Linked DNA regions of Mus musculus: all the other regions are linked to region 2. A link is a contact called in public Hi-C and HiChIP or PLAC-seq data. All regions are on one chromosome and are shown on one strand. The core of a region is the stretch at or near the end of the contact, and the rest is flanking DNA. Distances in the headings are between cores, read along the strand shown. Region 1 has its middle 45 kb from the start of H2al1a. Region 2 has its middle 59 kb from the start of Gm46687. Region 3 has its middle 61 kb from the start of Gm34187.

Region 1 (2,700 bases), core at 156-2,655, 900 kb after region 2:
AGCAAAGCTCTGTGCTCTTCCCACTCCATATCAATCCTACAATCCTATAGGCAGTGGCCACTTCTGTGGGAAAGAAAATTGAGGCTTAGGGAACAGGTCTGTAGCAGAATCGGATTTGAACTGAAGTCTGTGGGTCCCGTTGCTGGGGGATCCTAGATCTTTGCTCCCATAGAGCCCTCCCAGGCCCCTCCCTTCTCCTTTGACTGCTCCTCTCAGCATCTGCATCAGGGGTTACTCCTTCCCCAGGGGAGTGCCTGGCTGGGATGCCTGCCTTCCCTCTTGGACCCCACTTCACCTTGGTCCCCTGGACTCTTACAAGCCACTCTTCATCTGACAGTACAGCCTGGCCTGGCACTGTCTGGGCACCTGCAATGGTGGAATATGTCTACATGTTGGTATTTTGATGGCATTGCCTCCCATCTCACAGGCAGGTCCTGAATATGCAGCATCTTTCCCTTTCTTCCTGCTCCTGTCAGGCCCCATCATTCACTTGATTTAGGCCACAACATCCCATTTAGTTGCACATCAGCCATTGGTCACAAAATTCCCTATAGCTGGAGTAGGGCCTTAACGAACTCTCATCAACAATGCAAGGCCTAGTGGCTACTGGCCTCCTCTTCATCTCCTGCCTCCCCCTGCCTTCCCCTCCTGCCTCAGCCCTCAGGGACCACAATGGGGAAATTGTCCTGTAATCGCATTTTACATGCACGTGGATCGAGTCACTTCTCTCATCTGGTTATCTTTGGAAACACTGGGAGGGAAGAGGATATTAAAGAAAATCCTCCTTTGCTTCCATCTTGAAAAAAAAAAAAAGGCAGCCCATTTTGAGTCACTACCTTATCTTTAAAGAAACCCGACATGGAAAAGGCAGGGCGATACGATCTATGACTTCATCAGCTTGTCCTCTGAAGTTGTTTTAAGCTTTCCCATCCCCCTATAGGCCCCTTCATTTCCTGTTTTCAATCTCTAATAGCAAGGAATACACAGTCTCTCAGAGCTAAGTGAGCATTGCTGGTGGTAGCGGTGGGAGGCGGGGGTTGGGGAGGTGGTGGTGGGGGGGGGATGCTGCGTCAGTGCAGGAAGCTGACCAGAGAGGAAGCTTTTAAAGTCCAAACTGGAATCTGGCCGCAAGTTAGGAAATGGTTTGAATTCACATTTTATTTTTCCCTTCACTTTGTGGTCAGCGACTCTGCTTGCTTCGTGCTCTCAGAAGAACTGCTGATTGGGAAGACCTTAACTGCAATTTAAAAACTGCAAAAGGTTTCAACAGAAAAGGAAAGGAAGACTTTTGCATTTCATAACAGGAATTTTCAGCGACTTCTTTCAAGATGCTCCAAATGCCTCCCAGACGCTCTTGCGTCAGCTCTTGCCTCCTCCCACGGTCGAGGCCATGGAACTGGTACCATCTGAATCATTACATGCAGGGGAAAACAGAGACACCCACTTGTTCCTGCTTACCCAGCAAGTCAGCACAACATTGTGACAGTTGTTTTCCCAGGCCCAACCAGCTTTGGGTGTTGTGTGTGTGTGTGTGTGTGTGTGTGTGTGTGTGTGTGTGCCACCCAAGTACTTGTATGAGTACATGCATAGGATCAGGGTAATAATTACAGTGTCAAGAGGAAAGAAAAGCCACCTACCTCTGGCTCTGGTTGTCATTTGTGGAGGTGGAGTTCCTGAGTTCTGGTTTGTGCTCCATCTTTTCTGTCAGTAGAAGGGTCTTTGGGTGGGCTGTTATTGGTTGCCATGGTAATAGTGCCAGCCATTCTCTTGTCAGTCAGAGAATGACATCCACTGAAGGGGCATCACAGAAAGACGTTCCCATCTGCCAAGCTCATTTGAGGGGCTGAGCACATGGTGCCTTCCCTGAAAATCAATTCTCTGGGGGTCCCAAGTTCTTTCGAAACCCTCAACTGGCTTTCTACTTCTTAGTTCTCATCTTCACTACATCTGTGTGGGGCCTGAGCATACATATACAGACCTCAGGTTAGAGAGCAAAGCTGCCACCTACTGCTGAAGGGTAGACTTCTCTGGCATGTGTCTGAGGCCAGAGTTTGAGTCCTCTTGCCTGAAAAGCTGATGTGGGACAGGACTGGTCCCTTGTTCTAAGGAACATAGTAGGCATTGTCAATATACTGCTCATATACCCTTGCCCATCCCACGTTAGTGAATGTGAGGAGAGGGCAAGAAAAAAACGGGAGAGGCAGAACACCAAGAGTAGTGGCCAAAAGGCCTAAAGGTCTGCATAACCAAAATGGCTGGATTATATAGCAATCCGAGAAGCTGGTGGAACGAAAAGTCAGGCACAGTCCATGGCCTGGAGAGGTTTAGGATAGGGGGTAGGGTATGCCAGCCAGAAGGATCCTGTAGCCAGGTAGGGACTGAGGGATGCTGGGAGAACTTGATGGCCAACATTCAATTTGATATGTTAATAGGCACCTCAGTTAGCCATTCAAAACCTACCAGTGAGTGCCTCTTGCTATAGTTTGGATGAGTGTCCCTTAAAAGTCCATAAGTAAAAGAGTGGTTCCCATTATGGAGATATTGGGAGACAGTGTGCACCTTTAAGAGGTGAAGCCTAAAGGGAGGTCCTTATGTCAATGTTGCTGTAACCTACCCCTATGCTTCTCAGTTGGCGACATGAGCATCTCCTGAATGTCTTCCAGACAGACCTTCTTGCTATTATGTGCCCGCTTCCCTCAC
Region 2 (2,700 bases), core at 126-2,625:
CAATTGAGCCGGGATCTGTTGGGCACATCCAATGCCCATAGTTTCTTCCAGTGCAAATCCAGTTTTGGAGAACTGGGTTTCCCAGATGGGGCACTGATTTGAGGTCTCATTAGACTCTCTTAGGCAGTCAAAGATCTGCTTGCATCGCCGCTCGAACTCACGTCCTGCCTGTGATTCAGAAGTGTGTTTAAAATGGTTACACACACACACACCCTTAGTTTCTCAGGCCTGTCAATTTTGCACGTAGTAGGCCTCCAAAAATATTAGCAATGTACGATAGAAACTAAAGTGAATCTCTGGGCCTGGAAGACAGACTGATACACAGCCTCGTCCTGGGAAGACTATTGGGGTGCCCAGATCTTCCCTTGGGCCGCTGCAGCCTGCGTTCATCTTCGGCCTCCGCGGGCCAGGGCGGGCGGGGTAGGCCAGAAGGCACTAAGCGCCTGGAGCCTGCACGATGATAAATATTGCGCAGACAGCCCATAAATAATTTGCATTATGTTCAGCTGACAACGCAGGGCGATTAATTTTAATAGCTACATATTTGCCTGGGCTGCTGCTTTCGTAGGCCCGGTAATGAAAGGCGAGAGGCCGCCCTGGCTCCGTGCTCATGGTCCCGGAAGGCAGCCGGGAGGAATGGGAAGAAGGCCCGATGCGGTTTCTCCTCCAGGCAGTCCCCAGGGATCCCGGGTTCCTGCCCCTCTCCCCCCCCCCCCACCCCGGCCCTCTCCTCAGTGTAGAAGTGGGGTGCGTGTGAAGCCCAAGTAACCCCGAGGCCTCAAGCAACAGGAGCCACCATAATGACGCTGCAATTTGTCTGGGTTGGGATAGCCACTTGTGGAAGGGAGATCCTGCGGGGGGCGGGGGGACATGCTCTCCACCCAGACCAAACCCCGAGTGAATTCAGGGGTGTAGGGGGTCACAGTCCGCTTTGGTCCTGGGGAAGTGCTGGTATTTTCCAATGCGCCTGCCTATTTGCCAGTAGATCTTTAGCTTGGCGAGGGCTTTGCCGACCTCAGGGCAGGAGCAAGGGGCAAAACAAAGCCGTGGGGTCCGCGTATCCTGACCTCTTTTTGGGTTCAGAGTCCTCTCTGCCCATCCCGCACCCGGAGGGAACCCCCACCCCCATATTACTGGCCGCAAAGGCCCATGGAAAGGATGGAAAGAAAGGGTCCCGAGCAGCTCTTTAAAAGAGGGGGCGGGGAGGAGAACGCGGTGAGCCAGGCCACAACAGGGCAGCCGCCGCAGTCCCGCGGTGGCCCGGTGCGTGCGTGTGCGTGTCGATGTGTGCGTGTCGATGACAAAGCCCCGCTGCCGTCAGCAAGCTCCCGGCTGCTCGAGCGTGGGTGGGGGAGGGGAAGAGAAAGTAGTAGGGGGTGGAACCCTCGCTCACGTAGGTAGCTGAAGCTTCTCTGGAGAAAGAGTTCATTCATGAGCCACAGGAGTCTCCCCGGCCCGGCCAGGTGGAGCTGGCTAAAGCTAGCACCTGTTTTATTTATTTGCCTTTTTGGAAACAAGCAAGTGCATCGATCATTACCATATTTTAATTGCCTTTCTCAAAGGTCATCTCTAATTATGGGTTACGAGAAGGGCTGGCTAAGGGGTCTGCAACCCCTGTGTGTGTGTGTGTGTGTGTGTGTGTGTGTGTGTCCTCTGAGACAATGCTCCTAGCTCAGATCGAAATGCCATTCCGAGGGTGTCCGCGAGCGCCTGCAAGACTGTCACGACGTGCTGGATCCACGCAGACCCTGCTGCGTGCACAATAAAAGCCGAGCAGGCGGCAGAGGGCCGTGCAGACCCACGGGTTTTCTTTTTAGAAACGGTGGTGCGAAGAGACTTGACAATAATAACACGCAGCAGGATTAAACCAGGGCGGGAAGAAGAAAATGCATTTTCGTTTCTAGGACTGAGAGGGTGTTTAACCCATCCGATCCCCCAAGAGCTTTTTTTATGCACACACAGAGACAGGTGCGGGACACACGGTGGCTTGGGACAACCTATTTTTCATATTAATCTCGTCCCTTCTTTAAGAATGGTTGTTCATTACAGTGTGAGCGAACGTTTGTAATGTTTATTCTTTTGTTTTATGGAAAATTATACCAGACTAGCTGAAAAGAAAAAAAACCGGTTGAGGTGAGGTTTTTTTTTTTTTTTTTCTTTTCAAAAGTGCGTTTTTAGGATGCTTCCTCCTCGCCCCCTTCATTTTAAATCATTTTCAGAAACTCTTGAGGCAAAAGGCTGTACTCAGAGGGAGCAGGGCAGAGGGGGTCTCAGGTTCTTGGGACAGGATTGAAGCGGGTAGAAATCAGGAAAGAGCTGTTGGGTAGAGGTGGGCACCCGCCACCCCAGCTTGGCTTTCTCAGAAGAGCCTGGCATTTGTGAGTCACCAGCCTGTTTCTGGGAATGCCGCTTGCTAGAGCCAGGGCCTGGGTCAGGCGTCTTGGAGAGTCGGAGGGTCTTGACTGCCTCTGCTTCCTGCCTGCCCCCACACCTGGCCTCCTGGCCTCACCAGCAGCCAGCTCTGCTGGGAGGAGGAAGGCAGAGCCAGATGACTGGTCCAAAGCCCCAGAGACCGCCTGGCTTTCTCCTCCCCTGTAATCATAACCAGATGCACTTAAACGCCTTTCATCAGAGGAAGCCCAAAGCCCTTTAACAGGCAGCAATGAAAACCTTGCAAGGGCCTCTCAGCATGTGTGCCGG
Region 3 (2,700 bases), core at 81-2,580, 560 kb after region 2:
GGTCTCTAACTGAAAAATGTGAGCCAAATAAAGTCGTTACTCTTCAAGTTGCTTTTGGTTATGCTGTTTATCACAGGAATAGAAAGTCAATCAATATGGAGGCGTGACCTCGGAGGGGACTGTGTGACTTGGCTTTTCTTCCTATTTTGCTTCTGGCTTCCCCCAAGTCTCCACTTACAGTAATCAGAATGCTGTAAGATGGAGCTATCATTGGAGGAAGAAGCCCGAGAAGTTCTCAAGTGTTTGCACTTGTGCTGTGAGGGAAGACTGGGTCAGAGTTGTCATTAAGAATGCCTTGTGTCCAATCCCAAGGCCCCCGGGCTCACTTCTACCTTCTCTATGCTTCAGGGGTGAAGTGCTTCATTGTCTCCTTAGTTTAGATTTTAAAAATATACTATAAAATGTACCCATAGAAAGGGTATATGACTCAACGGATTTTAATATATTCACAGCTATCCGCAACCATTACCAGAGTTCTTAATTTTTTGGGGGGGGTGCGTGTATGATGCATGAGTATGTCCACGAGTGTGCCTATTTGTGTGTGAATATCTCTCTCTCTCTTTCTCTCTCTCTCTCTCCCTTTCTCCCTCTCTCCCTCTCCCCTCTGTGTGTGTGTATGAGAGAGATCGAGAGAGATTGAGAGAGAGATTGAGAGAGAGATCGAGAGAGCAAGAGAGCATATATATGCCACAGTGTGTGTGTGTGTGTGTGTGTGTGTGTGTGTGTGTAGGACAGAGGACAACCTCTTGTGTTGGTCCACGCTTTCCACATTATTTAAGACAGGGTCTCTTTGTTCAATGCCATGTACACTGGCCTAGCTGCTCCACGGACATCTGGGGCTTTCCCTGTCTTTGTCTGCTATCTCCCTGTAGGAGCACTGGGGACACAAATTCATGTTACTATGCCCAGATTATGGGAGCTCTGGAGATTTTAACTCGGGTCACAAGCACTTTGCCACTGAGACATCTTTCAGACCTGCGCTTTGAATATTTTTACCATCTTAAGAAAACCCCTCCCCATTTTTTAGCTACCCTCCCCTGACATTTTCTGGTCATATAATATCCTCTCTCTCAGTGGTAAGGAGTAACATGGTTTAGATGTTCCTTGCTCTTTCCCTAATCTCTTGGCCTGTGGGTATGGCTGGAACTCTACTGGGCTGAGAAGGAGAATTTCGGTGACAGATTGCTGTGTCCTTGAAAGCAGCTCTGCTGTCTGGCCCAGGGCCACGTGGCTGCTTGCCATCCTCTGTCTCCCCAAGCTACTACCCTGCAGGAAGCACCTGGGCACCTGGTGTTGAGTGTCTTTAAGTCCCTGGGCCTGCTCAGGAAGGGGAAACTCGAGTGTGGGCACAGCCAAGCTCTGTCCAATTCCCTTCCACCTGTTGATTTGGTCTTAGCTTAGACTCCTGCAAAGGGAGAGCTGGAGATGAAAATGTCAGTGTGTTTCCTTGGTGGTGGTGGTGATGGTGGTGGTGGTGGTGGTGGTGGTGGGAGAGCCAGGAAGCACAGTGGGAAATGAGACAAGGAGGGAAGGAAGACAAAATCCAACAACATAGGGGGCCCTGGCACTCAGGCACCCCTCAGTAGAGCCTCGCCGAGACTTTGTGGAGCATCCCTCAACATGTTGTTACCAAGAAAGAGATGGCCCTTGGTGTCTGAGCTCTGCTCTGGAATGTGTTAACCTGATGTGGACAGGGGACTGGCATGCTGCTGTTGCCAGTGAGTGCTCACAGGCAGAGACAGGAAGAACAGTGGGTATGAGACCTCCAGGAACACTGAAGGCACCTGCTGCAGTGTCCGTGACACTGTGTAGGGGGGTGAGAGTGTCAGGCCTTTAGAAATGTTTCAGCAGGTAAAGATAGTTGCAACTAAGACTAACAGCTTGTTTGGTCCCCAGAACCCACACGGTGGAAGGAGAGAACAGTCTTTATAAGCGTGCTGTGGCGCTCTGTCTCTGTCTCTCTGTCTCTGTCTCTGTCTGTCTGTCTGTCTCTCTCTCTCTCTCTCTCTCTCACACACACACACACACACACACACACACTACTCTGAGGAAGCTTTATATATTGCAAAGGTACTGTTTATTGGGTGGTAGAAGGTGGGGAGCCACAGGTATAGCATACAAACCCAGGATCATTGCTGTACAGCTCAAAACAACAAGAGGATTTAGTGTGTGCCAGATGCCAGGCTCCGAGGAGGTGTGCTACTCGGTTTTAGTCAACTTGACAGAAGATAGAGTCGTTTTTAGAAGAGGGACTCTCAACTGAGAAAATCTCCCCACCGGATTGGGTACATTTTCTTGATTGATTTGGGTGCATTTTCTTGGTTAATACGGGTTAATACGGTCACTAGGAGTGTTGCGATTCGGGGACTAGTGGTCCTGGGTTCTTTAAGAAAGCTGAGCAAGCCATGAGGAGCAAGCCAGTAAGCAGCACCCCTCCATGGCCCCCTTCTCTGACTTCTTACCCTGACTTTCTTTGATGACGGACTGTGTGTGATGTAGAACTGTAAGTGGAACAGCTTCCCCTACCCCTCAACACCTGCACCTCTTGGTCATCCCAGCAACAGAAACTCTAACTAAGAGATGAGGGAGTCTTTAGAAAAGTAGCATTTGGTGCAGAGTGAAGCCTGCGGGAGGCACCTGGCAGGGAGGGAGCCAGGGTAAGGCATAAGTGAACTCCACTCTCTCTTCTTGCCTCTCATC

Evidence for each region. A called contact is a pair of places that touch in the nucleus more often than the background predicts. HiChIP or PLAC-seq counts read pairs in DNA pulled down with a chosen protein or histone mark.
Region 1: a contact with region 2 is called in a Hi-C map of cerebral cortex, with 8 times the contacts expected there. The contact joins two enhancer-like sites. A contact is called at or near these places in 3 of 39 promoter capture datasets (the 3T3-L1 cell line, cranial neural crest and hippocampal neurons), 2 of 484 Hi-C or Micro-C datasets (cerebral cortex and uterus) and 3 of 115 datasets of contacts at active chromatin or transcription factors (embryonic forebrain, fetal liver and thymic regulatory T cells).
Region 3: a contact with region 2 is called in an H3K27ac HiChIP or PLAC-seq map of DN3 thymocytes, with 8 times the contacts expected there. The contact joins two enhancer-like sites. A contact is called at or near these places in 3 of 115 datasets of contacts at active chromatin or transcription factors (DN3 thymocytes, craniofacial prominence and large pre-B cells).

Annotation. Positions count from the first base shown.
Region 1 is chrX:11,252,981-11,255,680 of GRCm38.p6, reverse strand. No RefSeq gene overlaps it. Among named protein-coding and RNA genes, the nearest start is that of H2al1a, 45 kb to the left of the region's middle. Within about 2 kb of position 1,405, at least 28 of the 459 cell types and tissues checked have an H3K27ac peak or open chromatin away from gene starts, as enhancers often do. A contact at or near this core is called in cerebral cortex, where this site is marked.
Region 2 is chrX:12,150,501-12,153,200 of GRCm38.p6, reverse strand. It overlaps a transcript of Bcor not described here. Among named protein-coding and RNA genes, the nearest start is that of Gm46687, 59 kb to the right of the region's middle. Within about 2 kb of position 1,375, at least 84 of the 459 cell types and tissues checked have an H3K27ac peak or open chromatin away from gene starts, as enhancers often do. A contact at or near this core is called in DN3 thymocytes and cerebral cortex, where this site is marked.
Region 3 is chrX:11,593,306-11,596,005 of GRCm38.p6, reverse strand. No RefSeq gene overlaps it. Among named protein-coding and RNA genes, the nearest start is that of Gm34187, 61 kb to the right of the region's middle. Within about 2 kb of position 1,330, at least 10 of the 459 cell types and tissues checked have an H3K27ac peak or open chromatin away from gene starts, as enhancers often do. A contact at or near this core is called in DN3 thymocytes, where this site is marked.